3 separate regions of the Mus musculus genome follow, and all the other regions are linked to region 1. The links are chromatin contacts, called in public Hi-C and promoter capture Hi-C maps. All regions are on one chromosome and are shown on one strand. The core of a region is the stretch at or near the end of the contact, and the rest is flanking DNA. Distances in the headings are between cores, read along the strand shown. Region 1 holds the start of D030028A08Rik (RIKEN cDNA D030028A08 gene). Region 2 holds the start of Itga3 (integrin alpha 3). Region 3 holds the start of 4833417C18Rik (RIKEN cDNA 4833417C18 gene).

Evidence for each region. Promoter capture Hi-C pulls out the DNA fragments that hold promoters and counts their contacts. A called contact is a pair of places that touch in the nucleus more often than the background predicts.
Region 2: a promoter capture Hi-C map of liver shows a contact between it and region 1, with 4 times the contacts expected there. The contact joins the promoter of Itga3 here to the promoter of D030028A08Rik in region 1. A contact is called at or near these places in 2 of 39 promoter capture datasets (hippocampal neurons and liver).
Region 3: a contact with region 1 is called in a Hi-C map of B cells, with 9 read pairs. The contact joins the promoter of 4833417C18Rik here to the promoter of D030028A08Rik in region 1. A contact is called at or near these places in 2 of 39 promoter capture datasets (hippocampal neurons and liver), 1 of 484 Hi-C or Micro-C datasets (B cells), 1 of 115 datasets of contacts at active chromatin or transcription factors (embryonic stem cells) and 1 of 9 other capture datasets (macrophages).

The regions. Positions count from the first base shown.
Region 1 is chr11:96,942,122-96,946,448 of GRCm38.p6, forward strand. It overlaps D030028A08Rik (RIKEN cDNA D030028A08 gene), which reads left to right and starts at 2,025. Exons shown (of 6, transcript NR_003293.3): 1 at 2,025-2,093; 2 at 2,724-2,972. It overlaps Pnpo (pyridoxine 5'-phosphate oxidase), which reads right to left and starts at 1,898. Exons shown (of 7, transcript NM_134021.2): 1 at 1,610-1,898; 2 at 289-413. The coding sequence starts at 1,747.
Region 2 is chr11:95,074,913-95,079,239 of GRCm38.p6, forward strand. Itga3 (integrin alpha 3) reads right to left here and starts at 1,802. Exons shown (of 26, transcript NM_013565.3): 1 at 1,219-1,802. The coding sequence starts at 1,424.
Region 3 is chr11:95,856,581-95,860,907 of GRCm38.p6, forward strand. 4833417C18Rik (RIKEN cDNA 4833417C18 gene) reads left to right here and starts at 2,237. Exons shown (of 2, transcript NR_045187.1): 1 at 2,237-2,502; 2 at 3,414-4,327. It overlaps Gm38959 (a long non-coding RNA gene), which reads right to left and starts at 1,871. Exons shown (of 3, transcript XR_880173.3): 1 at 1,125-1,871. n-TQttg6 (a tRNA gene) reads right to left here and starts at 2,663; the gene lies at 2,592-2,663.

The DNA of each region.
Region 1 (4,327 bases), core at 775-3,274:
CAGATAGGAGCCTGAGGGAGGCCAAGGGCCATGAGGGGTGAGCAGATAGGAGCCTGAGGGAGGCCAAGGGCCGTGAGGGGATACATTAGGGATGGAGATGTATAAGGAACTGCATTTTATCACTAGAGAGTATTCAGTGATCTGGCTTTGGTTTACCAGTTAAGGACTGGTTTACTGGGGCTCAGAGAAGGCTGGCTTTAATAGCGGAACTAAAGATATAATAATGTTGAGAGCACTTCCTAATCTCCATCTGGACCCACCCACACAGAGGCCCCAGGCTGTGTGTACCTGGTGCAGGTAGCCACACACATAGCATTGGCTTCTCCTATGTCCGGACACTGAACAGCCTCGTCAAACCAGGAAGCAAACTGCTTCATGGGATCCAGAGAGGTCAGATGAGTCTCCTCGAATGCCTAGAAAGAGAGGTTGATGTCAGCGAATGAACAATGTTTACTCTGTGCCTGGCAATGGGCTGAGATGTTTTTCAAATGTAAATGCATTTAGCCATCATAATGATGACCATGAGAGAAAGAAAAAAACACCAACCAAACAAAACACTACTCAGGAAGTAGGTTCTATGTCCATTTACAGATGGTGAAACAGGCATAAAACGGCCCAGTAAGTCCCTGAGTCTCCTAAGGAGGAAGGGATGAACCAGGGCTGGAGTGTGCTGAAGTTCCTGTGGGTCACCTCATTCTTTTTCATGAAGTAGTTCTAAGGTTTCACAAGAGCCTACATCTCAGTCAAGCACTCCTGCAGATGTTCACGGATAAGCACACTTGGCCACTGTAGCTCTGGATCCCAATCCCAGAACTGATCTCTTGGTCCCTGACCTGAGTGGGGAGAAGATCATGATGAGGGAGGTTAAAACGAAGAGCTTCCAGGTTAGCCTTGAACTCACTGTGTAGCCGGACCCTGAACTCTGGATCCACTGTGCCTAGTTCATTTGGTGCCAAAGGTGGAACCCAGAACCCTCATACACACCAGGCAAGACTCCACAACACTCAGCTACAAGCCCAGCTTCCGCTCCTTTATAAATTTATATCACGTTTATGACTGTTTTAAGCATTTTACAAATGCCTAAATATAGACTGGTAAAGACATCTACCACGAAACCTGACAACCTGAGTTCATTCCTGGTGACCTACGACATGGTGGGAAAAAAAAAAAAACAAAAACAAAAACCAAAAAACTCCTGAAAGTTGTCGCCTGTCATACATGTATAAACACATGTACACTCTAAATGTATAAAAATGTAAAAAATGAGAAAACCCCCAAACCCACAGCATCCTTGTGAAGTAGGTATCACCACTTTACAGGTGGATAAACTGAGGCCCAAAGAGCATAAATTGTCCACAGCGAGACAGTCAGAAAAGGGCTGGGTTCCAACACAGGTGGGTTCTGATGTCAAGGGGTCTATGAGTACACGTTAATCCACGGTTCCCCTGAGGCCCTCCCCAGTAGCTGTCTCTGAAACCCTCTTCTCCCATCAGGGTGACCCCTAAATCCCGTTGCCTTGTAAGTGGCCCCTGAAAGCACAAGGCGCTCCTCCAACCCTTTGCTAATTTAGGGACACCCCCTTTCCGTGTCCCGGCGGCAGCGGCAGCACCTCTCGATCCCCGCGGTAACTCTTGCGCATTGGTCCCAGGTCCATGACTGCACCCCGACAGCACAGGTGACGGAGGTAGCCCGTCCACTTCGCAGGTCTCCTGAACGTCACAGTGACGCTCAGCAGCCCGCACGTCATGTAAGCAGTCGGCCACGTGACCCAGCGTCGCCTGGCCCTGGGTTCGGAACCAATTGCTCAGCCTGTGTGTCTAGCCTGGGAAGGAAGAATTTACTAGAGCCCCAGACAAGCTAGTAAGTCCTAAGTTCTCGGAACCAAGGTGCCTAGGATCAACCAATAGCTGTCCAGGACCAGAGCAGGGATCCATACCTGGAGAGCTTATTGGTTTGAGTTACCTGGAGCGAGACCAATTAGAGCGGGAATGAAGGAACCCAGCAGCCAATGGGCAGCGCCTCCAGGGGCGGGAGCAGAGAGACAAGGAAATGCTGTCACCGCCGTTTAAGAAGCACGTGGAGGTTTGTTAAAGGTATAGGGACAGCAGCCAAGGCGAGGGCGGGGCGAAGTCTCGGGGCTGGAGAGGAGAGGTCCGCAGTAAGTGGCCGGCCAGTGGCGGGCTACTGAAGAAGAACGTAGGGCAGGGATCCCCTCCTGGCGCAGCGGAGGTTGGAAGACTGGGCAAGAAAACATGGTTTGGGGGCCGGACTCGGAAGCAAAGGTGTTAGGGACACAGGGAGAGACTGAGGGAGAAGATTGTGGCTTGAGAGTAAGGAGAGACTGAAACTGCCTTGTAAACCGCAGGGCAGGTGCTGAGGGTCGTGGTGGTGGGCTGATACTCTGGGGACTGGGGAAGCACTCTGGGGTCAGGAAGGAGACTCTGAGGCGAGAAGGGAGTCAGCTGAATAGAAAGAAGACAGAAATTGGAATCAGGCTACCCCAGAGCAGAATGGTCTTCCCTTCTAACTTGTAACCCTTTCCTAAGGGTTGGGCTGGGCTCAGGGCATCCTATACCCAATGCAGTGGAGTTACTACTAGCCACTGCTCTAACAGATGGAAGGGCTGTCCCTTTCCTAAACCTCTTTCAACTTGGTTATTTCCTCCTTTTCATATTTCTTCTTGTTGTTGTTGCTGTTTTTATTTCTTTGTTGTTCCTTTCTAGGTAGTGGGAGGCATAGTTTTTGGCAATAGCCAGCCAAGGATACAGGGAACAGGTGCGGCGCCTGCACGCTGACTTCACGTGGTGGATGTCTGGCTGAGAGAGAAGTAGGAAATCCTCACAACGCTTCTTCCAGCTTTGATCTGCCTGGGGCAGCCCGTGGTGGAAGATGACTCTGTAGCCCTGGTGTCTACCAGTATCCGGAGTGGGAGCCCCAAGAGCCATGTAGACAGGCACCCAGCACTGTGCCAGGTAAGAGACCTTCTTGGCCTGCCTTGGTGTCTGCAGTGGGAACTCATTATCCTCTGTCTACAGCTTGAGCCAGCGCAATCTGCTGCACAGAAGCAAGAGGAAGGAAGCTTGCTGAGAAAAGTGGTGCATGCCTGCCGGTTGTCTCAGCACTTAGACTAAGGCCAGCCTTGGCTACATAGTAAACGTGAGGCTAGCCTAGAATTTTTGGTGCATTGTCGTTTTCTCCCATGAGCAGGATGGGGAGAGTCGTCTGGCTCTTGCAGTGGACTGTAGTAGTTAGTCATCAGCATCCCTTATAAGGTCCACTCTCTTTTTCTATTCCCGGGGCTGCTCTTTCTTTGGAGCAAGAGCTTCCTAGGTACTGAGACTTCCAAGACAGGATCATGAGCTGGGTGTGGCGCCACACAGCTGGGACTCCAGCCCTTGGGAGGCAGAGGGAAAGGATCATGGGATTAATACCAGCTGCACAGCCTTAAAAAGGAAAAACAAACAAACAAACAAAAAAACGAAAAACCAACCAACCAACCAAAACAAAACAAAACAAAAAAACCTCCAAAACCAAAAAACAAAACCACACAACAACCATGAGATGTGTATTTATATAGCCTATCCATTCAATAAACATTTACCAGAGACTGCCTTTAGGCTAGGCATTGAGCCAGGTCTTACAGTACCAAAGTGAAGGCCATAGCATGATTCCTGGCCACACTGGCAGGTCTGTGAGCCAGAGAGAGTCGCAGGTGGTTAGCATGGTCCTGTTAGGCAAAGGAAAACTGAACCGAAGGGGGCCAATCAGTGCAGAAAGGCTTCCTTGTGGGAGCCGACTGGAGATGGTCGGTCTTAAACATTTTTTTATCTTATATAAATGAGTACACTGTCGCTGTCTTCAGACACAGCAGAAGAGGGTATTGGATCCCTGTTACAAACGGTTGTGAGCCACCATGTGGTTGCTGGGAATTGAACTCAGGACCTCTGGAAGAGCAGGCAGTGCTCTTAACCCCTGAGCCATCTCTCCAGCCCTTGAAGATTGTCTTAAAGGGTATTTGCCAGATGGGCAGTGGAACAGGTGTTTAGGAAGAGGGAAGGTGGCCAGTAACAGCTGATGCATCTGGGCCCTTGGAGCGGTGAGATGCTGCTGAAGCCAAGTAGCTAGAAATCGATGAGATGCTCAAACAGCAACCTGATGCACCTGCCCCACCCCTGAAGGTAGTGAGGGCCCATCTTTTAGACACAGTGTTTCCAATTCTTTATATTGTGACATTGTGTAGCTACAAATCTACATTCCTGGTGGGTGTTTCTGTTTGTTTAAGACCTTGGGGGGGGGGGGGAGTGGCAGGTGTGGTGGAATGTGTCTG
Region 2 (4,327 bases), core at 552-3,051, 1.9 Mb before region 1:
AAGGGCTGGGCCAGCAGGACAGAGGCAAAGACTGACGTTGAGTTGGACTTTGAACATTCCAAACTTCCTCAAGTTTCTACAGGCCCCAGTCAGAGCAGGGAGAGGTTTCAACACTTTTTACCTTGACTGTGTCTTCTGATTTAGGAACTGTCAGAGGCCGGGCAGGAGTAAATGCCTGGCAGACCACCCAGCTCAAAAAGGTAGGAGGGGCTTATATGATGGATCATCACTGTCCCTCCTGGGCAGTTTCACCACCTCTGGTCACCCTCTTCCCTCAGCTAGCCAACCTAAGCACACAGAACCTATGCAGAGAAACCTCAGACACCTGGACATGACCCGTTGGGCATGAGTGTGCTCAGGGAGGGGCAGGTGGCTGGATGCAATCTCCTCCCCTCCTCCACTCTGCTGGGCTCTTCCCGCTTCTTGCAGCTGTTGCAAAGAGCAGAAGAAAAGAGAAAACACCATTCCCCTCTTCAAACCAAAACAAACACACTCAGGGCTGCTGATTCAACATGAATCTGTGGAATGCAGGGAGATGTCTGGTGGGAGTACCCCCACTGCTTCCGGGTGGGCTCTGGCCTCAGAGTAGAAGACAGCGCCTCCTCTGTCTTCTACTGTCCGTTCCTCTAGGGGCAAGAGGAAGTCTCTGGACAGCTCCGAATGCCCAGCCTCTTCATCACCTCACTCTGCAATGCCAAGCCCTTGAGAAGTGTGGTCCAGCCTGGTTCTGCAGAGGGCGTGGCTGCTCTGGCCACAGGCTAAATGAGAGGGCTAATAGGGATTTGAACGCATATATTCTCGGTTCTCTTCAAGGAGGAGGGGAAGAGCGATGTAATAGGTGTTTAATATACAGAGTTCTCCTAGCCCGGGAAAGAAGCTAATGTTAGGTACTGGATTCTCAGGGTGCTGGGCAACAAAGACCCTACTTCCGAAGATGTCTGAAATGTGGAGCGGTCGCGTCTAGACAGGTTCTGGCCAGGTCAGCACTTGCCATGATTACTGCCCCCCTCCCCCCACCCCCTTCCTCCACTTGCCGCCAAGCCCCACAATCGGAGAACTGCCGTCTTACCCGCCCTCTTAATCCTGGCTCACAAGGAAAGGCCAGCAGCAGCAGGCCTGGAAGTCAGCGGGCCCAGGGCTCCAGTTTAGCTTAGGTCAGGTATCCGCGCACATACCCCTCTCTCTGCACCCCACCTCACCGCCGCCAGGCTGACTTACAGGTAGCGCTGTTGTCGCTCAGTCTGCCGATGGAGGGCGACCGAGTAGCCGAAGAGGCTACCGGGGTTCACCGCCTCCTTCACCACCAGGAATCGGGTGTCCAGGTTGAAGGCGAAGGCGACCCGGCCGCAAGCCGCCACCATCAAGGCCAGAGCGCGGAGCAGCCAGCCAGGGGCGCGGGGCACGCGGCAGGGGCCGGGGCCCATGGCTGCGGGCCGGGCCGTAAGGGGCCGGGCGAAATCGCTAGAGGGCTCAGCACCGGGAGTGATGAACGGTTCACCTGCTCCAGGCGCCACCAGAGGACACCCGAGCCCGCAGAGCCGCTGCACCGGTAGTCAGGCAATTTTTTACCCTAGTCCGGGTCACTTTCACGTCTGCTCCGGGTGCTTTTCCAATCCGTTTTCCAGATCCGTGGATCTACTCTCACGTTGGTTCGGTGGACGGGTCACCGTTCCGAGCTCCGAGCACCCCACACCCTAGATGGTCCCGGCCGCGCCCCCTTGGAGGTGTTAGCTCTTTGGACCTCGGCTAGGTGGAGGATTTAGAACGGCAAGCCCTCGATCACCAGGAGGGCAGGAGGGAGGGATCCTCCCCAGCGCGCCCCGCCTCCCCACCGCCCAGCCCCGCACCTCCCCACCTTGCGCGCCCAGTCCGGGCTCCGCTTTCCTTCCGGGGAAAGAGAAAAGGTCCCCGCTCGGCCGCCGCCTCTTAAAGGGGCAGCGCCGCCCCTCCCTCTCCATCTCTCCTATCGCGACTCCGCCCTCTCTCTCAGACACCTGTCGGGAACCCTTAAAGCCCGGATTTCCCCTTCCAGCGGAGAGCTTCTTCCTAGGAGCGTCGCCTTCGGTACAAGACGGATTGGACGGGCGGGGCCAGAGGTGGATTTGCTTGGCGCTTGCGGCGGCTGCTACTGGAAAGGCCGTTCAAGGCACCGCCAGCACCGCGATCCCCGCTGGACAAACCAGGCGTTGGCTCTTCGGAGAACGGTCGACTGTGTTCGGCTGCCTGGAATGCGGACCTCCGCAGTGATGTGAGTCCCTAAGAGGTGACTGCGGGTCTCCGGACTTAACTTCTTCGTGCTAAGTACACTCAATGTTATGTATGAAGGAGTATTTCTCCTGCCCACCCGCCTCCTCTCATCCTGTTCCCTGCTGGAAGCGGCTCCTCCGCAAAGCCAGACAGATATTTAGTGGTGGTGATGACAACCCATCAGAAATAATAATTAGCAAAGGGCAGCCTTTGTCTCGAAGCAGTGAATGGGACCTCAGCCCCCACAGGTGTGATGCTGGGTGGAGACAGGTGGGCTTGACTCAAAGATCTCACTATCCGAGGAAGAATTAGGGAACTCCAAGAGTGTATGGAATGTTGTTTTGGTCTAACTCAGATTTCCCCTAATGCAGAACAAGACTCATTTTCCCTGAGCATCGTTTTCTACATGTTTTTATAATTAAATAAGAACAGCACATGCAGCAGGCACTATGCTAACTGCTTTACAAATACTACTTTTTCAAGGCAATATACATGTATACAAGTATATATGTGTATACACACACATCTACACAACCACCAGTCTAAGGAAAAGGGAAAGCAGAAAATGAGCCCATCCAATGGGATTCTGCTCCGGTGTTTGAGGAACCAGCTCATTCTGTGTCTGATTCCCTATCTAGACATTGTGACCTTAGAAGGTACAATCATTTCCTCACAGCTGATCTTATCTCTTACACTCAAAGGTGCAGCCCTTAGAGACCAGGATGTCCTTTTGCTCATGACAATTACTGACAGTTTGTCGTTGCCACCACTATGTAAACCCAGGTCTGTACCTGTCTCTCTATTTACATATGGGAGCAGAGCTGTCTCTTCATCAGACACAGCCCTGGAGGGACCAGGGGGAGCAAGCAGCTTTCCCTGCATAAAGTAAGTTTGAGATCTTTGCAGCCCCATGTGGCCACATTGATGCAGGAGCAGCCCAGATGAGCCTGGAGTTAAATAGAAAGATGAGAAAGCAGAGGTGAGCCACCGGAAGGCGCGGGTCTACGATTATGAAATCCTTACACCAGTCATCAGGGAATTAGCTCTGCTTTTAAGATGAGAACACCAAGGCTCAAGGAAGTTACGCTATTCGGCTAAAGCCACAAAGCTAAGATTCTAATAGTGCGGTATCTAACCCCAGAACCCTTCTTAACCATTATGCTAATGATTAACCCTTAGGACAAATCAGATTTTGTTGAGACTTGGTGTGACCGGAGCCTCTCCTATGGGAGTGTCCTCTTCCATTACTTTCTACTTCCCTTTTGGCCTGGCAAATTCTAGATGCCCCGCCTAACTGGTTAAAATGGTAACTGCTAAACAATCTATCTTCCTTTAGCTTTGCAAATACCAGAAGATCTGATGACCTTTCTAGCCTTGTTCCTCTGTCTTTGCGTACAAACCAATGCATATTTACTACCCGGCTGTTTAGCTCCCGATAAGAAGCTTGTCTGCTTTAGGAATGGAACCGGTCCCAAGAGATAAAGTAGATTGTAGTGTTCTGGGCAGAGGGGGGAAAACAACAAACATACCAAAACCCCCAGAGATGTAAGCCATAGGCAGCAAAGACCACTCCCTCAGCCTATAGAACATGCTTCAGTCTGCATATGGAAGTCAGGACAACCTCATGGGCTAGGTGATTCTTCCACTTTTACATGCTTTCTGAGGTCAAACTCAGGTCATCAGCCTTGTACAGCAAGCACTTTATATGCTGAGGCATCTTGCCAGCCTGGTATGACTTCTGCCATGTAGCTCAGGCCAGCCTCAGAATATTGGCTACTGAGGAGCGAGCATCCTTAACCAGGTAAAGTTAGGAGCGTGGCTTTAGGATCTGCCCAGACTCCCACCTTGCTCCCATCCCCCAGCTACGGGCCTAGGCTGAGCAGTTTCCTGTCTTCTCCATGGGGAAAGTGGGGGTTAACGTGCAGGCCTCTGAAGCTTGGCGTCGTCACATCTTACAAATCATTTAATGTCCAGACTCGCGTCATCTTTCTGGGTGCCCTCTGAAAGTCAGGACTGCCGACCTTGTTTGCCTCGTGAGGGAGCAGCACTTCAGGAGTATACCTGGATGTCCAAAGTCACA
Region 3 (4,327 bases), core at 987-3,486, 1.1 Mb before region 1:
CTTATTTTTAAGGGTATGAGTGTTTTGGCGAGTGTGTGTGTGTGTGTGTGTGTGTGCGTGTGTGTGTTTACCATGTGTATGCAAGCAGTGCCTGAGAAGACAGCATTGGTTCCCTGGAACTGGAGTTGTGAACAGTTGTGAGCACCATGGAGGTCCTGGGAATCAAACCCAGGTCCTCTGGAAGAACAGCCAAGGCTCTTATTTTTTGAGCCTGGACAGTCTGAGTATGTGCTGCTGTCCCTGACTGGCCAGATTTTTGTTGCCTAATTCCAATAAAGATCTTGCTTTGCTGGACTTTTGTGACTGCTTGCGTTGTTTTGGTTTTTCCCGACTCCAACACCGGGTATTGGTATACAGGGATGTCCCATGATGCTGAGCAGTACCTGTCGGTTTTGTCTTATTTACACATCTGTGCCTACGTGAATGGACCCATGTATGTGCAGGTGTCAGGCCAGGGCCCATGTGTGTGTTCACCTCTATGTGTGTTCTACTGCTAACCTATGCTCCTGCCTGCCCACCTTATCCCATGTTCTTGGAGACACTTAGCATTGTCATCGGGTGGGTGTGACCTGTCCGATTTAGCTCTTTAGTGATATCCTACATAGTGAGCTTATTTTCAAGTCTGAGGCTATTTTCCTCTTTTTTTTTTTTTTTTTTTTTTTTTGGTTTTTCGAGACAGGGTTTCTCTGTGTAGCCCTAGCTGTCTTGGAACTCACTCTGTAGACCAAGCTGGCCTCGAACTCAGAAATCCGCCTGCCTCTGCCTTCCAAGTGCTGGGATTAAAGGCGTGCATATGTTGGTATGAATGTGGAAGCCAGGGTCAATGTGAGGTGTTTTCTTTCTTTCTAAAGACAGGTTCTCTCATTGGCTGGCCAATGACCCTTCTGCCTTCACTTCCCCAGCATTAGGACTACAATCCCCAGCATGCCCAGCTCTGACATGAGTTCTGTGGATGGAGCTCAGGTCCAGCATGGTTGCATGCAAGCTCTTTACCTGCTGAGCTATGCCCCTAGCACAGGTTTTGCTATTTTTCGGCAGGCAGTTTTCTTACAGGCTTTGAGAATTTATTTAGATTTATTTGCTATTTATGCATTACACATGCATATCCCTAGTCTGTGGCTTACCTTTTCTCTTAGTATGCCAGGCCCTGAGTGCCTTGCAGTTCACCATTGAGCAACAGGCCCAGATATTTTCACTCTTCTGATGGTACTTGGAGTAGCACAGTCCTCGTCTGTGCGTTTTATTCGGGCTTTGTTTAAACTGAGGTGTAGGCATTCCCCTATGTCGTCAGCCAAGCTCACCGCTTCTGTCACTTTCAGGTCAACAATTCTCTTGGGACTTTCTGCTGTGTTTAGTGTTAACAAGAATCCGATTTCATATTCTTTCCCTATAAGCAAGCACACAGCAGGATGTCAAGTAGGTCCTTTCCCCTAACTCTGTTGTGCTACCTTTTATTATTATTTAAATTTGTGACACCTTTGTTATTATAAACTATGCATAAAGGTGAGGCTGCATCTTGCTTCCCTATTCTGTTCCATCGGTATGTTTATCCATCCAGACATTATCTTAATTTCTTTAATGTACAGTTAACAAGCATCTTTATTTTCTGGTAGCGCAAGTGTGCCTCCTCTCACGTCTTGATCTTTTTGAGGTTGCGATGGTTCATTCAAACTGATCCATTCAGATGTTTTAAAGAGTGCGTGGGTTGTGTCTGCAAGAGGCATGCTTAGAGAATTAATCGGAGAGTCGGGAGAGGCTCCTTTTGGTTTCCATGGCATCCTCCCAAGGGTGAGAACCTATAGCCACCGTGCCAATCACTCTGTAGGGAGACCATAATGCGTCAGCAGGCTCCCTCGTCATTTATCCCACAGGGACGAACACAAATCCCAGATCTTAATCCAAAGAAGATACAATACTCCCTGTACATATTTTCCACCCGCGGCGCGATGCAGCTAAAGAAATCCTTAGCGATTCCTGCCCTTCTCTCGGAGAAACACCTCATGGACGGTGAGAAACTGTACTGATCGCCTGCCAGCCTGACTAAGTGACTGTTGTCTAATTGAAACACAACCTCGCTGGGTGAGCAATGCAGAACCAAAACACGGGTTTATGACCCCTAAACGCACAAGCCTCGGGGAATCGCTCTCTTGTACCCAATCAGAGGTCCCCTGGCACCACTTACCCGCCCCCCGGCCCCGTCCGGCCACTTCATTCGCGGCTCACAAAGCAATCCTACCGCGCGTTCTGCACAGCAGCCAATCAGAGGGTAGGGGGCGGGGACTCCGAGGCGCGGTGTGTGCAGCGGTACTCAGACAGGAAAGCCTCGGGATCCTTCGGGTTCTTTCGTTTTCCCTCCTGGGTAAAGTTATGTTCAGTCTTCCATCAACTCGTTTATTTTTCCGCCCGACTCGGCGCGCGTGCGCAGTGCCTCCCAGCCCAGGCTGTTCCTGAAATGTAATCGTGTTGAGACACAGGGAGGGAAGCTGAACGTCCATTCTACAGGTCAGTGCATTCCCTGCGGAGGCTCGGGTTGGTTGCTACTTCCTGCAGGCCCCAAAACAGGGATTCTAAGGCCAAAAAAAGGTTCAGTGAGGTCCCACCGAGATTTGAACTCGGATCGCTGGATTCAAAGTCCAGAGTGCTAACCATTACACCATGGGACCTGCTGGCGGCTTAAGGCGCCCGGCAGCCTTCTCAAGCCACATGACGTTGGGCAACCTTTTCTAAGCTTCGCTACACTTGGCTTGGGCCCGTGGCCGGTGGCCGCGATGGCGGGCAGACACGGAACCACCGAGATTCTCATGTCCTTACGAATTCCAAACGTTCATGGGCCCCGAGGTGTCTGTCACCTCTTCCGGTGATCCTCCAAGGGTCCCGGCTCTTGACCCCAAGTCTCGAGGGCGGCTGGTCGTCCGATCGGACCAAGTCCGGAGAAAGCCGGCTCCGGTCCCGGACTCCGGGCAGGAGGTTCGGCGCACGCAGCCTGGGCTTTCTACTTGTTTTCTGCGTTTATATCAGGAGGGCTGTGGCTAGGACGCTTTGGCCCAGCGGGGAAGGACGCGGACTGGCACGTGGTGGCACAGCCGTTCAAACCCCGGACGAAACCTGGGGTACAGACGGGGATGCTGGAGAGTGCGCCGCACGTGGATGCCGCAGCCCCTGCTCCGCGCTATGCAAATTATCTGTAGGGAGATTGGCGCTTCCAATTCAGCACTTCCCCCCGCGCTTCAAAAGGCCGGACTACCGAAACTTCTAGTGTGCCGATCCTTAGAAAAACCCAGTCAGAATTTTAACAACAGACACCCACCATTCAACACACCACGCGCACACACACACATATCCCGCAAAACAACAACAAAATCCCCACTTCTGCACTGTCTAGTCTTTCATTTTCCCTAAATGTGTTTCTGCAGGTCAGTCAACACTTTGACTCAGCAGTTCACCTTCGGAGCATTACCCTAGTGGACATCCATCTGTGCCTCGAGGCTGCTTCAAGGATGCTCTGGACTATGTATTGTTTATTATAATATAGTGAGGCTTGGCCCCATAATGATGGCTATTGTATAAGTCCTCTACAAGAGTTTAAGAAATAACCTGTGTGCGAGGCTCAGATAAGCACTAGGGACACCAGGAATGTTAACTACACAGGAATGTCTGTTTAGTGAGAGAGATGTATGACGTGTCTTCTGCCCAGAAGGCTGGGAGCAGATGTGGGTAATGGCCTGTGACCTGAGACTGATAGGCTGAGATCTCACCAGTTCCTCCCTGGACTCTTATCGGTGAGCATGTTTTTCTCAGTCTATAGAAACTATCTTTCTGGAAGATGTCACATGTACTTTACAAAGAGTTCCAGTGCAGTGGTGTCCTAAGCTGTGCTGTGCACAGGTGATTGGGTTAATTATCACCAGGTAAGTTTTCACCAAATAAACTACTTGGGGTCAGGCTTGCAAAGTTTGAACCAACACTGGCTGCTTAATTGTATTGAATTGAGCAACCTTGTTTCCTACAGATCACCACTCTGTAGAGGTCCCCTGGCACCACTTACCCGCCCCCAAACATGTATTGAGACAAAAGACCAAACCAAACAGCTCTGCTTTTCACTTCTTTTTTTTTTTTTTTTTTACAATTTTTTATTATTATTATTTATTTATTATATGTAAGTACACTGTAGCTGTCTTCAGACACTCCAGAAGAGGGCATCAGATTCCACTACGGATGGCTGTGAGCCACCATGTAGTCGCTGGGACCTGAGGAAGAACAGTCGGCACTCTTAACCACTGAGCCATCTTACCAGCCCGCTTTTCACTTCTTATACACAAGCAAACAG